Linked DNA regions of Mus musculus: region 1 is linked to region 2. The links are chromatin contacts, called in public Hi-C maps. All regions are on one chromosome and are shown on one strand. The core of a region is the stretch at or near the end of the contact, and the rest is flanking DNA. Distances in the headings are between cores, read along the strand shown. Region 1 has its middle 38 kb from the start of Gm35222. Region 2 holds the start of Npas2 (neuronal PAS domain protein 2).

Evidence for each region. A called contact is a pair of places that touch in the nucleus more often than the background predicts.
Region 1: a Hi-C map of cerebral cortex shows a contact between it and region 2, with 4 times the contacts expected there. The contact joins the enhancer-like site here to the promoter of Npas2 in region 2. A contact is called at or near these places in 2 of 39 promoter capture datasets (both in liver), 6 of 484 Hi-C or Micro-C datasets (cerebral cortex, forebrain and liver), 4 of 115 datasets of contacts at active chromatin or transcription factors (fibro-adipogenic progenitors, forebrain, kidney and 1 more) and 3 of 9 other capture datasets (adipose tissue, liver and macrophages).

What each region holds. Positions count from the first base shown.
Region 1 is chr1:39,063,126-39,068,109 of GRCm38.p6, reverse strand. No RefSeq gene overlaps it. Among named protein-coding and RNA genes, the nearest start is that of Gm35222, 38 kb to the right of the region's middle. Within about 2 kb of position 3,124, at least 17 of the 459 cell types and tissues checked have an H3K27ac peak or open chromatin away from gene starts, as enhancers often do. A contact at or near this core is called in cerebral cortex, where this site is marked.
Region 2 is chr1:39,192,078-39,197,484 of GRCm38.p6, reverse strand. Npas2 (neuronal PAS domain protein 2) reads right to left here and starts at 3,213. Exons shown (of 21, transcript NM_008719.2): 1 at 2,743-3,213.

The sequences.
Region 1 (4,984 bases), core at 1,875-4,374, 130 kb after region 2:
CTAATTTGTAACTGAGCTCTGGGTTTTCTGATTCTCAATGACTGTTCTACGCCAATTAATATTCTGTTTACTGAACCAAGGGTCACTGCTCATAGCTCTATGTCTTCTCTTAGTTCTTGCTGTATGCCATGCACCCCAGATTAGTTTCAGTTCATCTGGAACCTGTGAAGTGGGTTCACTCTTACCTTGACCCACCATTTGCCAACACTTCACAAAAGAATTGCTGTTGATTCTCCAGCAGCTGTGTTAGGTGGGTAATATCTTTCTCACTTCACAGATATGGAAACTATGGCTCTCAAGTCTCTTAGAGGATGAAGTAACACTGGACTTGATGCTCCTGTAAGAACCTTCACAGTACTGGTCAGGACCCCCACTCCAGGGTGGGGGAGATGTCTCAGTCTATAGAGAGCTTGTCACACAAGCATGAGGACCAGAGTTCAGATATCCAGCATCAGATAAAAGGCTGTATACGGCAGCACACATTTGGTACACCAGTGTGGGAGAGAGGCCAGGTCAGGTATTCCTCAGGCTTCGTCTGAGTTGTGAGCTCTATATCTGGTAGAAAACCTAGTCTCAAAATGCAAGGTAAGATGAGCCTGAGACAGACACCTACTTTTGAGCTGTAGCCTCTGTGTACATATGTATGCATATGTACATATGCACCTGCATGTGCATGCACTAACACATGTGAGTACACTCATGTACATGCACACACATTTACAAGCACATACATACACACATGCAAACACATGTGTATGCACATGTGCACACACACACACACACACACACACCAACCAAGATAAGTTGGCGTAGTATGATACTGATCCCCACAGCTGAAAGATGTAGGTAGACCTGAGGCAAAGGAGCTCTCCTTAGGACACATTCCTTGCTCTCATCATCCTCCATTCAGTCCTTACCATATAGAGCCAAGATGGCTGACGAGTGTTCCAGTTTATGTCTTATGTTCTCAGCCGAGAGAGCATCTCTTTTACAAAGGTTGCTCTGTCAAATGTTCAGCACTGAATCTTGGCTGTCTGGTTTAGGTGCTATCTGCATCTAATGCACCCAAATTCATATTTATTAAGAAACTTACTGTCAATAAAGAGATATTTGGTGGTGGGACATCTGACAAGATCGTGATGGTGAAGCCCTCATTAAAGAGCCCTCAAAGAGCTCCCTTTCCTTGCCAGTATGAGCAAGCACAGAGAAAAAATGATGGCTGTCTATAAACCAGAGACAATCTAATTGCACCTTGATCTTAGACTTCCAGCTTCGTGATCAATGAGAAATGAAGTTCTGTCACTTATAAGTTACCTAGTCTATGGCCTTCCATCACAGCAGCCTAAATGGACAGAGGCCATACTTGTGCCTAAGAAAATCTTGTGGCTGCTTAACTTGTGTAAGTTGTTTATCCCCCAAATCAGGGTACAGGTGGGACACCACTCCTAGGCCATGGGCCCAACGAGGCAAAGGACAGGGACATTTCCAATAGAGGTAGAGATGGATGTTGGGACCGCCAAGCAAGTGATGCTTAGCTAGCCCGTGTTCAACATTTGTGTTTCTGAGTCTTCCCCTAAAGGCAATAACTGGGACCATCTGGGCAGTCGCTCTTTCAAAAGGCAAAAAAGAACCTGCCCTAACCAAATGGCTCTCCTTTGTCTCTGTGTCTTCTGAGTAAATGATGAGGAAGATGGCCATCTTTCCCTCTGAGGAGGTCTCCTAGCTTATGGGTAAACATGTTCACCTCAGAAGTCAGAAAACGGAAGTGCATGCCACATACAAATGCTTAGCCTATTCTACTCCTGCAACAAAAATGCCACCACAGGTCCCTTACTGGCCTCACCCTTCACAGTGACCAGAGGCTCTGACCCGAGTCATGCTCCTCAGATGAAGTGAATCACATAACAGGTGTTCATCCATCTCACATGGGCTATAGGGTCTCCTCTCCTAGATCTTTCCACACAGACTCACTCGGGCTTTATAGGTGATGCTCTTGAGTTCTCAAGCCAGGTACCTGGGTGGGTGTCCCCTCCCAACATCCTTCTCAGTCCCTCACCTCAGGCCAATGGCTTGTGCTCTCCGTGCTTCCGCTTGCCTTAGCAATAAATAAACAGATGTAGTTGAAGTACTTAGCACAGACCTGGGGTAGCCACAAAGCATAAGAGGCATCGGCTATTACGATCTGAACTCAGATCGTGACAAGTAAATGAGCTAACACCCATGCAGCACTTAGAACAGCTACTGCCGCAGAGCCAGTGCTCAATCAATGCTATCTCTGGCTTGCTTGCTGGCCAGTCTCACAACCGTGGCTGCCGATATGTCAATATAAAGGACAGTTAAGTGTGACTGTACTTGGGCTTCCCTAGCACAGCAGGCCTTGACTCAGTGGTCACCCAGGGAGCATTAGTAGTTCTGGGGACCTGGAATAGTGCCCAGAGACTGATGGAAACATAATATTGTTCTGTGAATGAAAGTGGGCGTTTGAAAACTTTTCCAGTAGATTCCAAAGGATTCCACCAGGGAGTCAGAGATGAGAACTGTGCCATAGGGAGATTAGTTGGGGGAAAGGATACAACAATTAACACAGTAGGGATATAACTGATGAGAGAGGAGGTGCCTAGGGACTGTGAGTTCAGTAGAGAGGTGCATACAACTTGGAGAGTGCAGATATTGTCCCCTTAAAGAATCCCAATGGGCACCAGATGAAGGACAAAGGCGATCATAGACCCAGCCAAGGGCTCAGTCTCTCCAGGGCAAGCAGAGCCTAGACCACTTAGCTTGCGCAGAGATTGAACTTTCAAAGCTGGGTGGAGAAGGACGCAGTCCCAATCAGCTAATCTGTTGAGACTGGTACCCTACAACCAATACACCCGGCTCTGGCCAAGATAAAGTGTCTTGAGGGATGATTTCCTGAAGGCAAGCACTATGTCTCATCCACTGGTTTGTAGCTGCAGCAAATACTTACAACTTGGCAGGCGTTGTGCCCAGTGAATAAAATAAACACATCTCCTGTTTTGTGGGCCTAATTATCTAGATCAAGGAGAGTATAAAATAGGAGTGCTCCATATGGCCCCCTGTGTGCGGGCTGTGGGAGCTACTGGCTAACATGGTAGGCTGGGAAGCGCATGTGGTTAGAGGATACAGGTTCTAAACAGAACTGGCAGTCATCACACAGCAGCTGTCCTCCATGTGTCTGAATCTCCTTGAAGAACTTTTAGAATGACTGGATTCCAGTCCCCAGCCCTTGGCACCCTGCATCATCTAGGTGGGATCTGAGGATGAGACTCCTCCTGGCTCCAGCTCCATCCAGGATGCAGCCAGCTTCTGACAACCAGCTGCTCTGATACCTAAGACAGAGCTGAACAACTGAAGGAAGGACTCCACAGGGATGGGACAAGACAATGTGGTGGGGAAGGGTGGGGAGGGGTGAGACATAGCTGGGTCCTCAGATCCTCTAATATCTTCTATGGCTTCCTGAGTGTCCTGTCCTGGTGATGTGTCAAGGGAGAAGAGAGGACATTTGGCACTAGGGCAGGGGAAGGGCTCTGAGTGTTTGAATTTTCCCATTTTGAACAAATTTGCCAGGCAGGACATGGTTTGAATTATTATACACCAAAGAATAAGAAGGATTAGACTATGCCCTTTAACCCAAGCTCTTCCAGGCTGGACTTGTTAACCTGAGGGTTTAATGCCGGGTGGCTTTCCTCCCCTATTAACTATCACAGGCTCAGAAGGCACCCCCAAGTTTTAGCAGTGGGAGACCAGTCTCCAGAGCGGCCAGCAGTGCTAAGGGAGGAGTGAGTGATAAGCTCTGTTCATCAGGCTGTGCAGGGCTTGTGTGGAAGGTAGTCTGCCAGATGCGGTGCTCCCTCAAGTACCTCTCCAGAGACACAAACTGTTCCCATGGTAATTTGAGCCAAACAGAGGGGGAAGTGGCTCCTCGATGCACGGTCACTTAGACATAAGTATGATCTTTTTTACATAATTTCCTTTGACTGCATCTGTTACCACAGATCACACCCACCTCCAGAGCACACAGTTCTATTTTTTAAAGTGGAAATTGAAGGAAAGGGCACCTTTATCAAAATATCAAAATTGCCCCCCCTCTTTCTCCTCTCTCTGCTTGGAAGCCATCAGATTGATTCAGCTCAAAGCTAAATATAGGGATGTAACAATGATTTGCACAAGAGCCTTCGAAATCGCTTATAAGCGAGCAAACGGAAAATAGATTATCCAGCAACTACACGGGATAGCATTCGAGACAGCAGCCTAAATCCAGCCACTGGGAGGAAATGAGAGGTATCATACTTTTCCTCAGCCTGGCATCAGCCCAACACCAAAGCAGGGTCACCTCGGATGCTGGGCACAGGGAACGCCATCATTGCTGTTTAGAAGAGTCTTGTGGGAGAGCTGTAGGGAGAAGACGATTCCACAGTGGGCCCTGAAGTGAGTTTTCTAAAAATCAGGTAGTTGACGAGCCACGGTCTGTTTGTCAGAGAAAACGAAGTTGTCACATCTCACAATTCTGAGGCTATTGGAAAAGGCAGGCTAATGAATGCAATGGAAGGCTAGGAAAGATGCTATAAAGCAGCCAGGACCAGAGTCATAGTCAAACAACTCTCCCCATCACCCACCAACTCCTCTAATTAGCCTGGTGTGGAGCACCAGGAACGCTCAGCCTGGCAGGCATCTCCGGCAGCATCCTGAGGCTGGGATGGAGAGGGTCCTGGCTTCTGTGTTATGTCCTAGGGTCCTACTCTATACAAGGTGAGGCCCAGGGATGAATGGGAGGTGATGACCCGAGTTTCTTATCTCCAAGGCTGTGGATATGCAAACTGCTACCCTGCCCTGCTTTTCCTACAGCTTCTGAGCTGAGAAAGGTTTTCTATATCTCAGTTATTGTAAAGTCTGAAAGGAAGCATGTTGTGATGCAGATACATAAGATTTGGGTGAGGGGGCCCATGGTGATGTTCTGTGGGAACAC
Region 2 (5,407 bases), core at 1,964-4,463:
GTTACATACAGGAATGTGGGTGAGGGTGTTACCTATGGGAGCCGAAGCAACAGTAAAAGCAATCCCATTTGCTAGTCCTTACACACATCCCTTACCAGTAATCCCAGAGACCTGGCAAGACAAATTCCCTAGGCACCCAGGTGAGAGGGAGGCTACCCCAAGTCTGACTTTAAACTCTATGTTCTATTTCCTGCCAAGTCACAACACGCTTCGCCATTCACACAGCAGCACAAGGTCAGCTATGAGGAAGCCCTCCCAGAAAACTCCGCCCAAGGCTCTTCCCCCTGGTCCACCGCCCCACAGAGAGGTGTGGCAGGACCTCATTCAGTTTACAAGCACCAGTGTTCTCTCTTCCTCATCTCTGGCTCCTACATGTATGTCTCTGCTATGATTTGTATCAGCTGGCTGTTGTTTAGCACATGCTTGCCTGCTGGTGAGATTAAGTGTATCTGAGAGTCTGCTTGTGTGTGGCACTGAAGCTTCGGCCCCACCCCCAACCCCCAGTGACTCACTGCGCTCCGATTGCCCCTCCCCTTCCACCTCTCTGTACACACTGTTTATTTCACACCCGAATAAAAGAGAAACTCTCATTCCTGTTCTGAATCACCAAATGGAACTAGACACTCTGACCTGCAGACACTCAAGTGGCCTCTAGGGGAAATCCATCTAAGAAATGGCTCTTCGCTTAACACAGCATGTGGCCCTTAATAAAAAAAAAAAATTCAAGTGAGAAACAGCAGGGTCTTAGCTAAAGTTTGCGTGGAAAATGTCTCTGTTACATGCTCGTGTTCAATAAATGTTTCCCCGTGTACTTAGGAATTATTAATCACTATCTGACTTAACACAGGATTACTCATAGTTAAGTACCATATTAGCACTCAGAAACCTAACCTTGGATAGTGATTACCGACAATCCAGTTGTTTCCCAAACCTATTTATTGAGCATCTACTGTGAACATGGCCTCATGGTGATGAGAGGAAAAGATTGGGATGTGACAGTCCTCAACTTGTCTTTGCTACAAACAGCATGGGGGCGGGGCGGGGGAGGGATATGCTAATGAAACATCCCTGTGAGCCAATGCGGCTTCAAGTACCATTTTCACTACGTAAATGTGAAGCTCCATTAGACACTTGCTATGATGAAGCCAATTAAACTGTTAGAGTAAAGCAGCCAAGAGGACTGACTCACTAGGCTATTTTCAAACCCTTCACAATTTGACCTCTGCTGGGGGAGACGTTGCAGTGTGTGTGGGATCAACCAGAACAGCCTGTGGAAAGTTCACAGTGGCTCTTGGCATCCAGGACAAAGCACACGTGTTCTTGTTTTAAAAATGCATGAAGATTTAGCCCTTTGGCTTCTGAGGATTTACTATAAGGAAAATTCTGGACACACACACACACACACACACACACACACACATAGATCATATACCCAGAATGTATGAGAGAAACCTACGTATTAATTTAGCCTGAAGACATTGGCACTTGAGAAGTAGCTACTAATATAGGTTATCAAGATCTAAGACAGACGCTCCCAAAAGATGGATTTAAATTGTGATTTGTTTTTACTGATTTCATTGTTTTTTACATTTTTATTACAAAGCAGCCAGAAACATAAAGCAGAGACCAAATTGTTACAAACAACTAGGTAAGTTAAAAAAAAAAAAACACCAATTGTTTTCTATATAAAGGTCATCTCTTCAGCTACCATGTGAACATCTATCATACCAGGAAATTTTCCTCTCAACACACTCATTGCAATTGTCTCACTCCATTCTCCAGGCATGTTTAACCCTTGGGCGTGTGTTGTAACATTTTATTAATAATGTGCTTTCTCTAGAGTATATCCTCTCCTACCCCTCAAGATGTAACTCTAGGGAGTAGTTGGAATAAAAACCTTTTCCACATCTGCACAGCGGGATGACCTCCAAATAAATAGAGGTACGGGTTTCTGAGGGGAAATGGCAAAAGAGTAGACTGCTGGGAAACACCAGTACCTCAACTGGTTCATATCTGTCAGTAACGAAAAATTTGCTTTGTAAAATAGTGGCCCAGATCGCAATATCTCTTTTAAAAACAGGATTATATTTATTTAGGGGCTATTTAAAAAGAGATTGGAGGTTATTTCTGGCAACGTTTTCCTTCAGAGAAATTTTAGCAGCAGGAAGGAAGATCAAGCCAGTATTTGCTCTTGAGTCTGAAGGGTGCCTTCCAGGGCTGGCCGTTTTTCATGCAAGCCATAATTAGTTGGCCAGTTCGCTGGATGGGGACTTCTCTGTGAAGAGAGAGACAGGAAGGTGTTGACAGAGCTGAGTCCTGCCAGGAACTGCTTCAGGACTAACTACCTGGAAAGTCCAAATGGGAAATCCCTCCTATAAAAGAAAACCCTATTAAGGATAATAGAGTTCTAGTGATTGAGACAGACTAGCTGTCTCCGCCGACGCAGTTAATAACGACTCAATATTCACCTGTAAAGAAGCAAGCTAACCGCGAACTAGGGGCGGATCCTAACGCAATGGATAGAGAAAAAAAAACCCTAAGCTGGGGCCTCTAGGACCCTTGCAACACCTGTTGAACGCTACAGCCTACAACTTTACGAACTAAAGACTCCCGGATTTAACCTTAGGAGATTCTAGAGTCGGTGGAAATGCGCGTGTATGCTTAAGGTTTCCATCTTGCCTTGTCAACAAAACTGGTTACTAATTATTTATGAACCACAGAGCCGAAAACAAACTTTCTTACCTTAAGCAGTTAAGGAGAGGCGGGCAGAGGGGGGAGGCTGGCTTTGAATTGAGCCTCTTGGTACCTGTCCCTGCCCCCTGCTTCCCACCCTAAGTGGCTTTTTAGAAAAGTCAAGGTCGCACCCCTCCTCTACTTGGGGAGGGGGCACACCTCCCACTAAAACAATGTTGTAGCATCCAACCCGGGGAGTCCCAGGAGCGCAGAGCTGTCTAAGCACAAAGACTGGGCTTTCAGTCCAGCCCTAAGCCAAGTCAGACCCAGGAACGTAGTGACACAAGGGCCCGGCCAGGCAACCACACTCTCCAGGCGTCCCGGGCTCCCTACGCTTCGGGATGCCTGCGGTGGGGCTCTGGAAGGGCAGCGGGCAATCTTGAAAGCTTCTGTCCGGGCACGCAGTACCCCTCTAGCACCCTCGGAGGACCCCCGAATCCCGATGTTTGGGGTGCCTAGTCCTCTCTCTTGGCGAGCAGCTCCGGGAGCCCACCGTCTGTCTGGCTGCAGCGGTTGGCAGGACCCGAAGCCCAGGGCGGCAGGACCCGGAGTGCGCAGGACTCACCTCCCCGCGCCCCAACCCCCGGGTGCCTGCGCTGCGCAGCCTCGCGCGGTGTCGCGCCCGAGCGTCCCTCCCTGCCCCGCGCGTCCCCAGCGCTAGCGAGCAGGTGACCAGAGCCGCGAGCCACGCGCACGTATTCCCACCCGAGATCGTGCGTCCCCAAGCGCGGTGGCCTCTTACCTCCGAGCGGGCCGGGGCGGCCCCGCCAGGCCGGGCACCGACTGGGCCGGGGAGACGCGCCTCCCGCCGCCGCGGGGAGCCGGGGCGGCAGGCGGGCTCGGGGAGCTTCTCCCGGGCGGCGGCGGGAGGCGCTGCTCTCGCCGCTGCCGCCGGGGTCTCGGGGCTCCGCGGCCGCTGCGCGGGTCCCTCGGGTCCTGCGGAAAAGCCCGCCGCTCGCGCCGCAAACTCTTGGGCGCGTAGAGCTGGGGACCGCCGCCACCTCCCCGCCCCGCTGCCGCCTCCTCCTCCTCCCTCTTCTCTTTCTCCTCCTCCTCCCGCTCCCCTTCCTCCTCCTCCTCCTCCTCTTCCTCTTAAGCCTCCAGGCTCCGGCGGCTACCCGCTCCCCCCACCCCCCTACGGTCCAAACCCAGTGTGAGCCGCGCACTCAGCGCGTGCCGCAGGGACGCGGACCCTGCGACCCCCCGGCGACTCTCGGCGGGGCAGACACCGGTGCGCCCCCAGGGCCTCTGCGAGTCCTGCGGGGCTGCTTGGGGAGGGGGGTGTGGGGGTATCGACGTGGGGGTCCGGCCAGTCTGGTCCGGACTGGGCGCGGTGGAAGGGGGAGACTGTGCTTAGTGCGGAACCTGGAAGAGGGGAGGCGAGCTTGACATTTGAGGAGCTGCCGGCCAGGGTCCTGCTAAAGTTGTCACTAGGGGGGTAGCAAAGAATCCGTGCCCCGGGTAAATGGGAATCATCTCAGTGCCCACTGCCACTGTGCTGTCACGGGGTGGGGGTGTTTGCTAGAATGTGATTGTCTTGTCCCCCTCGCCCACGCCGACCTCTAAGGGCAGGCCTCTGCGCTTCCGTGACTCAGGTTACTGGGGACGTGGGTGGGTGAGGGAACACCAGGTGAGAAGAAGGGTCCTGGGATGTGAGAGTGAACGCTGTTCGTGGAATATAGCAGCGGTTGCTAGGGAGGAACGCTCGGTGCCTCCTCCAGGGCGAGCTTAACTGGTCAGGAAAATGGGTCAAGGATCGGCAAGAACCCGCTAAATGTCCCCTTGTAACCCCAGGGCCACAGGTCGGGGGCTGCGGCCAGGAGGCGCCCTAGGAGCAGCGCCGGGCCTCTCCCTCCCCGCCCCCACTGCCCTCTCTCCTTTTGCACCAGTGCAGGAAATGTTCCACTGACCTACATATTTTTCCAAACATACGTGACCTTTTTTTTTTTTCCTGTGGGAGGAGACAGGCGAGAATCCAAGAAAAAGAGAAGCTGTAGAGAGCGGCGCGCGCAAGAACACAGGGAGCCCTTTTCCCAAGCTTCTGCAAACCCCTAGCCAAGACAGATGTGCAGACGGGGTACGGGGAACCAGGCCTGCTGTTAGACTCGCTGAGGGGGTTCTGAGCGCGAATGGGGTGATGGGGAGATTGCTAGCCCCGCGGAAGAGCTCAGGGGTGGCGTGTTTCACCCAAACCCACAACAACCCTCTACTGGCGTCCAGAGATCACGGCAGGCAGGCAGGCAGGCACCTGGCTAGACCAGCCGGAAGAGGGGAGCCACGTCCCCGCGCCAGGTGCACAAAGGCCACCTGCTTTCTGACACCCTTTGAGTTCAATTCCTGGGGCAGAGCTCTGTCTTGGCAGCTCTCTTTGGGTCATTCTACATCTCACATTCCAGCAAGTGGCCTGGACAAGGAAAACGCCCCCATTGGCTCCTGGCTACCTATCACCCTCCCCCTCCCTCTTTCTCCCCCTTCCTCTCCCCCTCCCTCTCCCTCTCCTCCCTCTTCCTCTTCCTCCCCCTCTCCCTCTTCCTCTCCCTTCCCCTCCCTTTCCCTCTCCTCCCTTTCCCTCTCCCCCTCTCCCCTCCCCGTGTGCGTGTGTGTGTGTGTGTGTGTGTGTGTGTGTGTGTGTGTGTGTGTGTCCAGAAGGGGTCTCCGGAGCTTCTGAGGCTTC